Linked DNA regions of Ovis aries: region 2 is linked to region 1. The links are chromatin contacts, called in public Hi-C maps. All regions are on one chromosome and are shown on one strand. Each heading gives the region's core, a stretch centred on a gene start, on an enhancer-like site or on the middle of the called end of the contact. The rest is flanking DNA. Distances are from core to core; before and after follow the strand shown.

What was found. A called contact is a pair of places that touch in the nucleus more often than the background predicts.
Region 2: a contact with region 1 is called in a Hi-C map of mixed tissues, with 2.5 times the contacts expected there. The contact joins two enhancer-like sites. A contact is called at or near these places in 13 of 16 Hi-C or Micro-C datasets (blood, liver, mesenteric adipose tissue and 5 more).

The regions. Positions count from the first base shown.
Region 1 is chr15:65,617,672-65,624,266 of ARS-UI_Ramb_v3.0, reverse strand. All of the region lies in intron 1 of PRR5L (proline rich 5 like), which reads right to left. Among named protein-coding and RNA genes, the nearest start is that of PRR5L, 39 kb to the right of the region's middle. Within about 2 kb of position 2,991, at least 10 of the 54 cell types and tissues checked have an H3K27ac peak or open chromatin away from gene starts, as enhancers often do.
Region 2 is chr15:65,760,048-65,766,642 of ARS-UI_Ramb_v3.0, reverse strand. It overlaps TRAF6 (TNF receptor associated factor 6), which reads left to right. Exons shown (of 8, transcript XM_042233367.1): 8 at 1-810. Among named protein-coding and RNA genes, the nearest start is that of TRAF6, 23 kb to the left of the region's middle. Within about 2 kb of position 4,127, at least 4 of the 54 cell types and tissues checked have an H3K27ac peak or open chromatin away from gene starts, as enhancers often do.

The DNA of each region.
Region 1 (6,595 bases), core at 1,742-4,241:
ATAACAGATGGTATAACACAGCCATAGGGTGAAATATTATGTTCACCTTAAAATGATGTTAAAGGGGAATTTTTAATAACATGAAGAAATGTTCATAACATGTCAAGTAAAACAGGACACAGAACGATAAGCAATGTACAATCACAACTAAATTTGCATTAAAAAAGAAATCTGGAAGTAATACATCAAAGCTTAATCCAGTTTTCTCTGAGTAGTGGAATTAGGCTATTTAATACATTCATATGTTTTCCAATTTTCCTATGAGTGTGTGATATTGTAAAATCAAGAAAAAAATCATAAAACTTATTTCTGCATGGTGTAAGGAACATGGACCTTAGAATCAAATAGCCTAGATTTATATCCTGACTGTGTCCTTGGAGTGATTCAATCTCTCCAGACTTGTTTCTTCAACAGTAAGTGGGGCATATAATAGTATCTGCACATCAGAATTATTGTGAGACCTGAGTCTGCAGAACAAACCTTATTAAATAATCCTTATGTTCCATTAGTTTCTCTCATATATTTACCTTCCCCAAACTTACCACCACTAGAAGCCCAAACTGCTTTCCCTTTGTCTTGCCTGTCTGGCCACTTCTCCACAATATATCACCCTTTATTAAAATAGTAAATAAGCTCCAAGGTTTAGCCTCTCTGAGGAGTTTTCACCTTTTTTCTATGAGGCCCTCCATGTACATACAAAATAACTTTTTTTTCCTGTTCATCTTTTGGTCAGTTTAAGTCACAGGTCCTAGGTACTAAACCTAAAAGGATAGAGGAAGACTTCTTTTTTTCTCTTCCTTACACTATCAACATTTGCAAACTTCTATCAGTGAGCAGGAATAATGCAGTTCCTATAAATTGTGCTGTATGTTTAGCTGAAGTCCCTTATAGCTCTCTTTTTAGGTGCTCAGACCAACTACCATCTTGCATTGAAAGGATCACCAAGGCAGTTGAAACAATATTTCAGAGATAGGATTGTAAAACCCTTATAGTCAGTCTCAGACAATGAAGAAAATCTTCAAATAGATAGACAGCCACTTAGGGGTAAAAGGGGCCTTCCCAGTGGCTCAGTGGTAAACAATCGGCCTGCCAGTGTAGGAGAACTAAGGAATGCGGGTTCGATTGCTGGGTCAATAAGATCCCCTGGAGGAGGAAATGGCAACCCACTCCAGTATTCTTGCCTGGAGAATCCCATGGACAGAGGAGCCTGGAGGCTACTGTTCATGGGGAGTGGGGATCATAAGAGTGATATGACTGAGGGCACACACATGCATTTAGGGGTAAAACTTGAAGTCTTACATATTTTTCACTCAAGGGTAGGAATAGTAATAATAAAACACTCCTGCCAGTTTATGAATCTTGAATACCACTCAGTGACAGAAGTTGAGAGCTCCTTTCTAACATCCATTATACTTATCAACATCTTACCAATTTCACCAATGAAAATCTATTTCTGACACTTCGTTTGCTCATTTTGGGGTCTCTCAGAGGTAAAGGGAGCCAAAGTACTTTAAATGGCCTCTTCTGGAGTGATAATTTTCTGACATAACCCTAGCTGACCACCCATGGAGAACAGATGCCTGATTAGAATGGCTGCTGCCCTAGGGTGTCACTTCAAACATGTGTGCGTCCTCTCTCCCTCAGTCATGTCTGACTCTTGACCACCCCCTGAACTGTAGCCTGCCAGGATCCTCCGCCCATGGAATTTTCCAGAAAAGATTACTGGAGTCGTACTCCAGGGCATCTTTCCTACTCTACGGATTGAACCCATGTCTCCTATGTCTCCTGCATTGGCAGGCAGATTGTTTACCACTGAGCCACCTGGGAAGCCTGTCACTTCAAATAAGTATATATAAATATCACAGGACCTATGCTGTAGTGTTTTAGAGTGAATCACACAGATAACACCCATAAAGCAATAAAGGCCCTGAAACATGTAAGCACTACAAATTATGTGATTAGTAAGTCTGATGCAAAAATTCTAGGTAGCTCCATATTCTGAACTTTGCATTGTTTCCATGTACTCCTTACAGATTTTTAACTATAAAACTGGAAAGAGGAAACCTCATTTAAAATAGAATCAGGACTCCAGAAGCTCTCTTGCCTTCCTACTCTCTCTCTCTGCAGATCCCAAACAGGAAGAGACTTGCCTTTCATCTCCAAGTGGAAGGTCACTGCTTTGGAACCCCCGCAGGAGGAAGGAGGATTTTCTCCTTGCCTGGCAACAGCCTAGCCAATGAAATTGTTGCAACTCAGCCAATGAAAAGTCACCACACTTTGCACTCCCAGTTTCCTCCAATGGACTCTTTATTTACAACAGGCTGTCCCAGCTTCTCCTCTTCCTCTATAAAATAAGGGTCTTCTCTTTTGCTTCTCAGAACGTGCCTATGGTTTTTGCTAGAGCATGCTTGTCTCAGATTTCAATTCTCTGCCATTTCTAAATAAACCCATTTTTGCTGATAAGCCCATTTTTGTGAAATAAACATAAAATTGGCTCTTTTATGTGTATAAAAGGTCAAACAGATTAAGTTTTTTTTTCAATGAATTTCTATTTTCCCATTCTTTTCTGAAATGTGGCTGTATTGAATGGGACAAGAAGCCTGGATGGTAAAGGTCTTCAGTCAGAATACTCAGAGGAGAGAGTCAGTGCTGATCCCCAGGTTCCTAGGGTCAAAAAGTTTATCCCTCCACCCTCACCCACTCCAGGGCTCACTGCACCTCAAGAATCCCATTAGAAGGGCTGCTTTGGCATTCTGAGAGTTCTCCATTCAGTGTGGTTTTATCAGAGCAATTAAGCCAGAAAGCATGCAGCTCAGATAACAGGATTAATTAACATTCTTCTCATTCTGCAGACAACCGATCTGGGAGGAGTGCCTCCTGTGTCTTGCTGGTCCTACTGCGGTGGGCCAAGCGCAGGCCTGGAGCTGCCCAAGGCTGGTCTGGGATTTAAATGGCTCTGCTGAATCCTAGCCTTCTTTAGGAACCGTGTGTTGTGAACAAAACAAAACAAAACTCTCCTTTGTTCTCATGGGGTTTTTCCCCCTCCTGTCGGTCCCACTGGTTTTCAGCTTTGTATTTCCAGGCTGGTGTTGATATACGGAACCTGGCAGCTAATAATGATTGTAGCAGTAAGAGCCGGCACTAACATTTATGGAGCCTTCCCTGTGGACCCGCACGAGGTATTCACGAAATCCATGTGGAATGAGCCTTCGCTAGACGCCTCAATCTCACCACCAGCCCTCCTTGAGTCTGTGGCATCGTCCCAGGAGGCTTAATGGTAAAGAATCCGCCTGCCAATACAGGAGACAAGGGTTTGATGCTTGGGCCTGGAAGATCCCCTGGAAAAAGAAATGCAATCCACTCCAGTATTCTTGCCTGGGAAATGTCATGGACAGAGGAGCCTGGTGGGCTCCAGCCCATGACTTCGCAAAGAGTTGGACATGACTGAGTGACTGAGCACCCCGACCCAGAAGATCTGCTTGTGAGCCATAAGCAGAGGGAAATATGCAAACTTGGACTCTCAGTGTTCCCACCTAGCGCTGACTTTAAACTTTTCCCAATAGGTACCTCCTCTCCCCACCATCCCCAAACTTCTCTCTTCTTCCACCTTTCTCTTCATTTCTCCTCTTTTTCTTCCCCACCCTCAGCGTCTATAATTCCCTTGATTTTCCAGAGCTGTTAGGCACTAGCTCTCATTTTGCAAAGCCCAGCTGACACTCAGGTAAGGAAAGCTAGCTTCATCCCTGGAACCCAACTTTGTGGCCTCAAGCACCTATCTTGTGAGCAAGGGGTCCTCAGCACATTCCAGTCACTACATTAGCTGATATAATCCTCTTGACATTCTTGAGAGGGAAGATTCCTGGGGATCATTCCCATTTTGGACAACGAGAAACAGACTCAGAGGTTAACTTGCCCATGGTCACAGCCAGATTCAGAACTGAGAAATCGAGACCTGTGAGGGCTCTTAATGGCTCGGCTTACTGTGACCATATGTCTCAGTTAGCCCTGGAGAGTCCCAGTTTAAGCCAGTGTTCTTCATGCTCCACGGCGCCCTAGTCTGGAACCTTATGTTCACTCTAACTATGCCGTAGATTTGTCCATCTTTGCATCCACAACACCTGGCAGCCGGAAGTACTCAATGAATAGCTTCAGAGACACTTCCTGGGTGGGTCTTGAGATGGACATCAACCGTCTGAACCAGCCATACTTCCCTTGCCTTTTCCTCAAAGCCTATGAAGAGGGCTCTGTTGCAAGGCTGTCAGGCAGCTAGCCTAACAAAATGAATTTCTTTCTGTGCTTCAGGCTCCATTCATCTCCCTGTGGATCCGCAGCATGGCGGGGCTCAGACAGGCTGGGTGACCATGGTGGACACCTTCACAAAGGCTGAAGTCATCGTATTTCATCCTTACCTCCCTCCCTAGGAGACAATCAGGATTGAGATGGATTACACTTGTTCATGGGCTAACGTTTCAAGTGAGAGTTGGATGGAGGCTTAATAGAATTAATTAATTCTCTTTGTTCCAAGAAGGGAGGGAAAAGGAGATAAGGGAAAACTCTCCACCACAGCAGGCTCTCTGATGGCCCCAAAGACCCTGGCAGGTGCTCACTGGTTTCTTTCTACGCTCTGATTTCCTTTGGGGCAAGGTTAGTTTTGTTCAGAGCAATAAGGAAAAGCAGCCTTTCCCTGATGGCTTGTTATTTGTACAGGAAATTAACTATGAGTTTGGATTTTCAGTGTGTCGAGTTTAGGCTGCATAGGGGCCAGGTTCCTTCCCCTCCAACCTCTCCCTTTGGAGCAGGGACATAAATCTCAATCCCTAGTGAGAGACAGCTGCTGCTGCTGCTGCTAAGTCGCGTCAGTCATGTCTGACTCTGTGCGACTCCATAGACTGCAGCCCACCAGGCTCCTCTGTCCCTGGGATTATCCAGGCAAGAACACAGGAGTGGGCTGCCATTTCGTTCTCCAATGTATGAAAGTGAAAAGTGAAAGTCAAGTCGCTCAGCCGTGTCCGACTCTTAGTGACCCCATGGACTGCAGCCTACCAGGCTCCTCCATCCATGGGATTTTCCAGGCAAGAGTACTGGAGTGGGTCACCAGTGCCTTCTCTCTCCGTGAGAGAGAGCAGGTGGTGCTTAAAAGCTAAGACTATGGGGCTAGAATGCCTTGCTAAGAGTTCCAGCCCTGACACTACTTTTAGTATGGGCCTTCATAGTCTCATCTGTAGAATGGGGTTAATAACAGTACCTCTTCCAAAGGTGACTGTGACAAAGAAAGGTGAAGCCCTTAGTTCAGTGTCTGACATATAGTGCCACATACCTATGCTATGTGCTGCTGGCTGGTAAGGAGAATTAATGTGGATAAAGTTGTCTGGGTAATAGGGAGGGGGTTGCTATGCCAATTTAGACAGAAAGTGCTCCATCTGAGCTAGACAGCGTGAACCTGTGGGCATACAGACCCAGTGTTTCCAAAATCTTCCAGTTTTTCAAAAGAAGCCCCCCCCTTGTCCAGATTTTGTGTGACACCTTCTAAGTTCTGAATGCTGATGATGAATTTAAAAAAACATGAAATGCTGGGCTGCACAGGGCAGTCAGTGAGTCTGATGCAGCTTGGGGCCTGCAGACGGCAGCCTCTCCTTATTTACTCTATGCTGTCACCACAGAACGGAGGAGACCAAAGCCATACAGCTTCCAGGAAATATAGAGGTGGACGAATCGCTTTTATTGCATCCAAAGCAGTATTTGACAATCAAAACGGAGGACAGGGGACAGGGGTGAGCAGCTGAGACTCGAATGGGCAGTGGTAGGTTGGCAGTGCCCAGCCCAGAGGCACTCAGTAGGGGAAAGGCATCCCAGTCTAGGCAAGCTTCCTGCTGGGACAGGGTGGCAGATAAAGTCCAGATTGTGGGTGGCTACTTACAGGATGTCACTAAATCTTTGAATCACCAGACTTACCCTTACTTTCCAGTCACCATCTTAACACAGGACCAAGAGCCGGGCCTCAGCAATCAAGCTTCGTGGACTACATCCTGGCTCTACCCACTTTCAGCTATGTGACTTTGAACAAGTAATTTTACTTCTCTGTGCCTCATTTTTATTTGTAAAAATTAGTAGTGCCTGCATCCTGTAAATAGCCATTCAGAATCTGGACTTTATCTGCCACTCTGTTCCAGCAGGAAGCTTGCCTAGACTAGAATGCCTTTTCCTTACTGAGTGGCCCTGGGCTGGGCACTGCCAACCTACCACTGCCCATTCGAGTCTCAGCTGCTCACCCCTGTCTCCTGTCCTCCTTTTTGACTGTCAAATACTACTTTGGATGCAATAAAAGCAATTGTCCACCTCTGTATTTCATGGAAACGGCATGGCTTTGGTCTCCTGCATTCTGCAGTGACAGCTGCATTAGAAAGAAATGAAGTGATATATGGGAAAAGTTAGCATAGGACCTACTGCATCATAATTACTCAATAAATGTTATTATTAATATAAATAACCATCATTTAAATAAATGTTAGTTCTTATTACAAAGAAACAGAAAGTTATGAAGCACTTTATGGATCTGAATTTTAAAACCAGACTCCATGGGAAATATTAGGACATT
Region 2 (6,595 bases), core at 2,878-5,377, 140 kb before region 1:
TTGTTACCTAGTGGAGAAGGCAATGGCACCACACTCCAGTACTCTTGCCTGGAAAATCCCATGGACGGAGGAGCCTGGTGGCTGCAGTCCATGGGGTCATGAAGAGTCGGACACGACTGAGTGACTTCCCTTTCACTTTTCACTTTCATGCATTGGAGAAGGAAATGGCAACCCACTCCAGTGTTCTTGGCTGGAGAATCCCAGGGACGGGGGAGCCTGGTGGGCTGCCGTCTACGGGGTTGCACAGAGTCGGACACGACTGAAGCGACTTGGCAGGAGCAGCAGCAGCTAGGTCTGGAACAAGGAGATTCACATGGTTCTGAGTTCTAACTCTGGAGAAATGCTACATTGTAGCCTAAAGGAAATAGTAAGCAAGGTAGAATGAAACAACTTAAAGGAGAATTAATCACCAACATAGAAAGTTTAAATGTCTCGCCTAGTCAGCCAGTGTGGCAGCTCATTGGTGGTGAGAAAAGCGGTTTGAGCCCAGAAATTTTCAGCTCTTTTGAACACTGCTGTTCCTGTGATTGTTGTCCAAAAATAAGTACCTGTCAAGGTACATGTAAAACAATAAAGTTGTTCTTGCTGCACAGGTGAAAGAAAGCCTGAAGGAAAGCTGCTGCTTTTTGATGACTTATTTTCTTCTTTGTGCAGCTTACCTGTTAGACATTTTTTTCTACAATAAACTGTCCTTTTCTCAGAGAAAAAAAAGTTACATGCTGCCACAAAACATTCAACCCTAACAAAAAAAGGAAATAATATTTAAAAGCTTCCTGGTCAAATTTCTATTAAAAGTATGTATGTGCATTAGGTACCGAGGTGAGTCATTTCCTCCTTTGGTTATGTTATTTTTTTTTTCTACTAACTTGGGAGCCTTAAATCGAAACAAAAACAGGTTTTTACCTCACTTCAGCTTATCCTAGCTTCAGGTTTCCCAGAAGGAGTTGGATTAGATATTTCTAAGGTCCGTGCCAACCATAAAATTCTGTTTTAAGAAATGAAGTTCTAACCAGCAGAATGTTGACAGTAATTACAAAAGGATTTTGCCAGTAAAAAAATTGGTGTATTTTTTGCTGACGTAGTACTTCAATTTAGTATCAATTTAGGGTCTCCTTTTACTTTGAACAATTTTTTTAAACTCCCAACATTTGGCATTTTGTAATAAACCTGCCACTTACTATATACTCGTCATTCCTTGTGAATGTGGGATAAGAGTAATGATCAGACTGTCTTTCCACATAGACGGTTTTGTTGACTCCAGCTCAGAATCAAAACTTAGCTGGAAAGTGGATCTCTTCCTTTCATTTTTCAACCCTCCAGTCCCACTCTGAAACATGCTGGTTTGGACCCAGCTGACCTACAAGTATCTGGGCTGTGTATCTGTTTTATTAACCTTTTAACATTAATTTTTGGAAATTGTTAAAAATAATTTCTGCTTTTCCCAGAGATATCCAGCCCAGTGTTCAGCGAAACTTGCAGGTCGTACCCTTTGTTATTGGAAAACAAGTCAGCATGCTGACTGGTAGTTTGGTGGGTTTTTTTTTTTTTTTCAACCTGTTCTTTAGGTGTTGCAGCAATGACAGTTTCTGGCTGTTCTGCAGAATGATGGGGGGACTAAATGCATGCGTGTGCAGCCGCTCAGTTGTGGCCAACTCTATGACCTCATGGAGGATAGTCCACCAAGCTCCTCTGTCCATGGGATTTCCCAGGCAAGAATACTGGAATGGGTTGCCATTTCCTTCTCCAGGGGATCTTCCTGACTCAGATTGAACCCAGGCCTTCTGCGTCTACTGCATCAGCAGGTGGATTCTATACCACTGCGCTACCTGGGAAGCCCTGAAATAGGATGAAGATTGAGGATTTTTTCCCCTAATGACGGACTAACGCATTGGATGCTCTCTAGCAATTAGTTTTTGTGGCAGGTATAGAATTATAAAATTGTCCTTCATTACTGTTTTTATTTACCGTAAGTCTTAGATAAACCAACAGCATCCATGTGGGTAGAGTACACCCTCCTCAGAGGGGAGCAGTTGCTGTCTTCCATCTGCCCAGGGAATCCTCAAGTCTTTGGTGACCAGAAAATGTTCTTAATTATTAGATTTTTCTAACTTAAGATTTTGAAATATCTTTCCTTAATTCAGTAACTGCTATTCTTGTTTTGCCTCAATTAAATTATCATTGTTTTGTGTGAACTACCATCAGGTGTTTTTGTGATACCGTTCCATAAATACCTAAGCAGTGCAGTGCCTAGAGGAAATGAAAAAGAAGCAATAGTTTTGAAGCTTTTTCCTCCTCTCCTTGCAATTCCATTTGTTATAAAATTTCATAAAATGCGGGAAAGTAATCCTGGATGGGGAACACGCGGAGAAAGGAGACGTGCTCCTTTCAAGGGGCGTTGGCAGCAGGACACTGGCCCTGCCTATGGGACAGGAGTGGTGAGGGGAACAGTCCGCTCCTCTCAGGGCTGGAGGCTCTGAAGGTCCGTGCATTCCCTCCATTTCCTGGGAAGTCTGCAAAGCACAGCCGCCGTGCTGTCTCTCAGAGGGAGAACCTCCTCTTAGAGCTTCCTTGTCTCTGCTGATTGCAGCTCCCCAACTGTCTCCTAGATTTCAGGATAAAAGCTAAATAGAGAAAAAGGGCAGGTGGATTTCTGTATTCCAGGAAAGAGATGCAATCAGTGGTCCTGAAAGCACATAAGCACTTCCACTTGAGCTCTGAGGGGCATGTCAGCAATGAGCAGCAGGGCAAGGTTCTGTCCAAGGCAGAAACCCTAGACTTGACGCCCTGCCTGGCGCAGAGCACACACTCACGATCATGAACGTTGAAGTTCACCATTTTATGGTAAGTTATTTGTCATGAAATGTTTTCTGGTAAGGACTAGATATTGGGGGATTGTTTGGTGATTTACTTCTCTCCCCCAGCACTTTACTATGAAATTTCTCAAAAATGCAGAATTATTGAAAAAATTTTACAGTGGTCACTACCTAGAATTCACAAATAGCATTTGTTTGCATTTGCTTTATCACTTAAGAGTGCTACTTTTAATGAGACTTGTTCAAGTTTCGTTTCTCTTAAAATTGCACTGCTAAAATAATTGAACAGCTTTAAGCGAGTTGTTTTAAACTCTGGGGAAATGTGATATTTGCATTATAGCTGGAATTGTAGTCCTTACTTTACACTAGTTTTAAACGTGTAAATCTGTCCTGTTGAATTTCAGACTTAATTATTTTGCCTGAAGGAATGTTTTTTTATAACAATTATTTTAAAGTCCTTGATCAATTGTATAGAATATTCTGATGTTGTTTTCACACTTGATAAATTATCTAATTAATTTTTCTGGTGAGAGTGTACGTGGGGCTCATTTTGCTTAAACAAAGTTTCAGGATAGTGTTCCCCAGAGGACCTGAAGAAGCAGGGTAATTTAGCATATAAACCACTAAATTAGGAGCTAAGAGATTAAGATTTTACCCCTGACTGACTATGGACAAATCACTTCTCTTTATCTTTGTGTCAGTTTATCTCCTTGTAAAGTGGGGACTAGAATTTGATATTTAGGTTTTAATAAGTAATAGGTAACATTTATTAATGCTTGGACCAGTTAGGAAAGACTTTTTAAAAAAGAAAAAAAAAAATACACGATGCATCCAAGGAGGTTCTCATAATTATCTAACTGTATGACAAGCTTCAGAATGAACTCTGATTTGAACAATTGAAGCATGGGCCATGGTCAAAAGTATCTTATCAAGAACCTGCTGTTGCTTAGAACTTGCTGTTGCCGCAGAATTTGTGAGTGGTTTCCCCAATCCAGCTGGACTGTGAAAATTATGTATTTTGTGAGAGGGTGAATGGGAGGCCATTTCCTCCTCTAGAAAATCTTCCTGACCCAGGGATCGAATCCTCGTCTCCTGTGTCTCCTACAGTGCTTTTGGATTCTTTACCGCTGATCCATCAGGGAAGCCCTAAAGATGGGAGGAGGCAGACATTAATCACAGCAAGATTGAAAATCAATGTCGAGTTGAAGAACAGGTTTACGGAAGGGCGGGGCTTAAAGGAGTCATCCTGATTCAGTGCCACACACATTCCACTGCTCCCCAATCGACCCACACAACGCGGAACACCAGCCCTGCTCCTGCCAGCCCAACCTCAGGAGGTCTCCGTCAGGTCAATACAATTGAATTACAGGATCGACCAGGGGCTAAGCAGGGTCTCTCTGCTCCATTTAGCAGATGAGTGTGCCCTGTCCTTTCTATTAATAAACCCAGGTAATGAATGTAGATTCACATTTATCTTGCAAAGTCTCTTGGGGTTTTTGCCTTAGATCGCATCTTAGTAGTGATTGCAAAGATTTGACCAAAACCATGCTCCTTGATTGGCGTCCTCAGTCAGTCAGTTCAGCTGCTCAGTTGTGTCCGACTGTTTGCTACCCCATGGACTCCTGTCACTCCTGGAGCTTACTCAAACTCATGTCCATTGAGTCAGTCGGTAATGCCATCCAACCATCTCATCCCCTGTTGTCTCCTCCTCCTGCCTTCAATCTTTCCCAGCATCAGGGTCTTTTCAAACGAGTCAGCTGATCGCATCAAGTAGCCAAAGTATTGGAGTTTCAGCTTCAACATCAGTCCTTCCAACGAATTTTCAGGACTGATTTCCTTTAGGATGGACTGGTTGGATCTCCTTGCAGTCCAAAGGACTCTCAAGAGTCTTTTTCAACACCACAGTTCAAAAGCATCAATTCTTCGGTGCTCAGCTTGATTTATAGTCCAACTCTCACATCCATACATGACTACTGGAAACAATAGGCTTGACTAGATGGACCTTTGTTAGCAAAGTAATTTCCCTGCTTTTTAATATGCTTTCTAGGTTGGTCGTAACTTTTCATCCAAGGAGTAAGCGTCTTTTAATTTCATGGCTGCAGTCACCATCTGCAGTGATTTTGGAGCCCAAAAAATAAAGTCTGCCAGTTTCCACTGTTTCTCCATCTGTTTATCATGAAGTGATGGGACCAGATGCCATGATCTTTGTTTTCTGAATGTTGGGCTTTAAGCCAACTTTTTCACTCTCCTCTTTCACTTACATCAAGAGGCTCTTTAGTTCTTCATTTTCTGCCATAAGGATGGTGTCATCTGCATATCTGAGGTTATTGATATTTCTCCTTCCAATCTTGATTCCAGCTTGTGCTTCATCCGGCCCAGCGTTTCTCGTGATTTACTCTGCTGCTGCTGCTGCTAAGTCGCTTCAGTCGTGTCCAACTCTGTGCGACCCCATAGACAGCAGCCCACCAGGCTCCCCCGTCCCTGGGATTCTCCAGGCAAGAACACTGGAGTGGGTTGCCATTTCCTTCCCCAATGCGTGAAAGTGAAAAGTGAAAGTGAAGTCACTCAGTCGTGTCTGACTCTTCACCACCCCATGGACCGCAGCCCACCAGACTCCTCCATCCATGGGATTTTCCAGGCAAGAGTACTGGAATGGGATGCCATCACCTTCTCTGGATGTACTCTGCATATAAGTTAAATAAGCAGGGTGACAATATATAGCCTTGACATACTCCTTTTCCTATTTGAAACCAGTCTGTTGTTCCATGTCCAGTTCTAACTGTTGCTTCCTGACCTGCACACAGATTTCTCACAAGGCAGGTCAGGTGGTCTGGTATTCCCATCTCTTTCAGAATTTTCCACAGTTTGTTGTGATCCACACAGTCAAAGGCTTCGGCATAGTCAATAAAGCTGAAGTAGATGTTTTTCTGGAACTCTCATGCTTTTTCGATGATCCATTGGATGTTGGCAATTTGATCTCTGGTTCCTCTGCCTTTTCTAAAACCGCCTTGAACATCTGGAATTTCATGGTTCACGTATTGCTGAAACCTGGCTTGGAGAATTTTGAGCACTACTTTGCTAGTGTGTGAGATGAGTGCAACTATGTGGTAGTTTGGCATCCTATTGAATATTAATTTAGAACAAATGCCAGACTGACACAACTATCCCCTTCTGTCAGTTCTGGATACTCCCTTAGCCTCTATATTACACCAATATCGTTATCCTAAAAGTTGCTGTTCATTTGTTTGGCTGTGTTCAACTCTTTGTGACCCCATGGACTGAAGCACACCAGGCTACTCTGTCTTCCACTATCTTCTGGAGTTTGCTCAAATTCATGTCCATTGAGTTAGTGGTGCTGTCTAACCATCTCATCCCCTGACGCCTTCTTCTGCCCTCAATCTTTCCCAGCATCAAGGTCTTTTTCCAATTAGTCAGCTCTTTGCATCAGGTGGCCAAAATATTGGAGCTTCAGCTTCAGCATAAGTCCTTCCAGTGAATATTCATTGTTGCTTATTAGGATCCATTACGATCAGCCGGTTTGATCTCCTTGCAGTGCAAGGGACTCCCAAGAGTATTCTCCAACACCACAGTTCAAAAGCATCAATTCTTCAGCACTCAGCTTTCTTTGTGGTCCAACTCTCACATCCGTACATGACTACTGGAAAAACTATAGCTTTTACTATACAAACCTTTGTACTTTGTCCTCCTCATGCGAAGAGTTGACTCATTGGAAAAGACTCTGATGCTGGGAGGGATTGGGGGCAGGAGGAGAAGGGGACGAC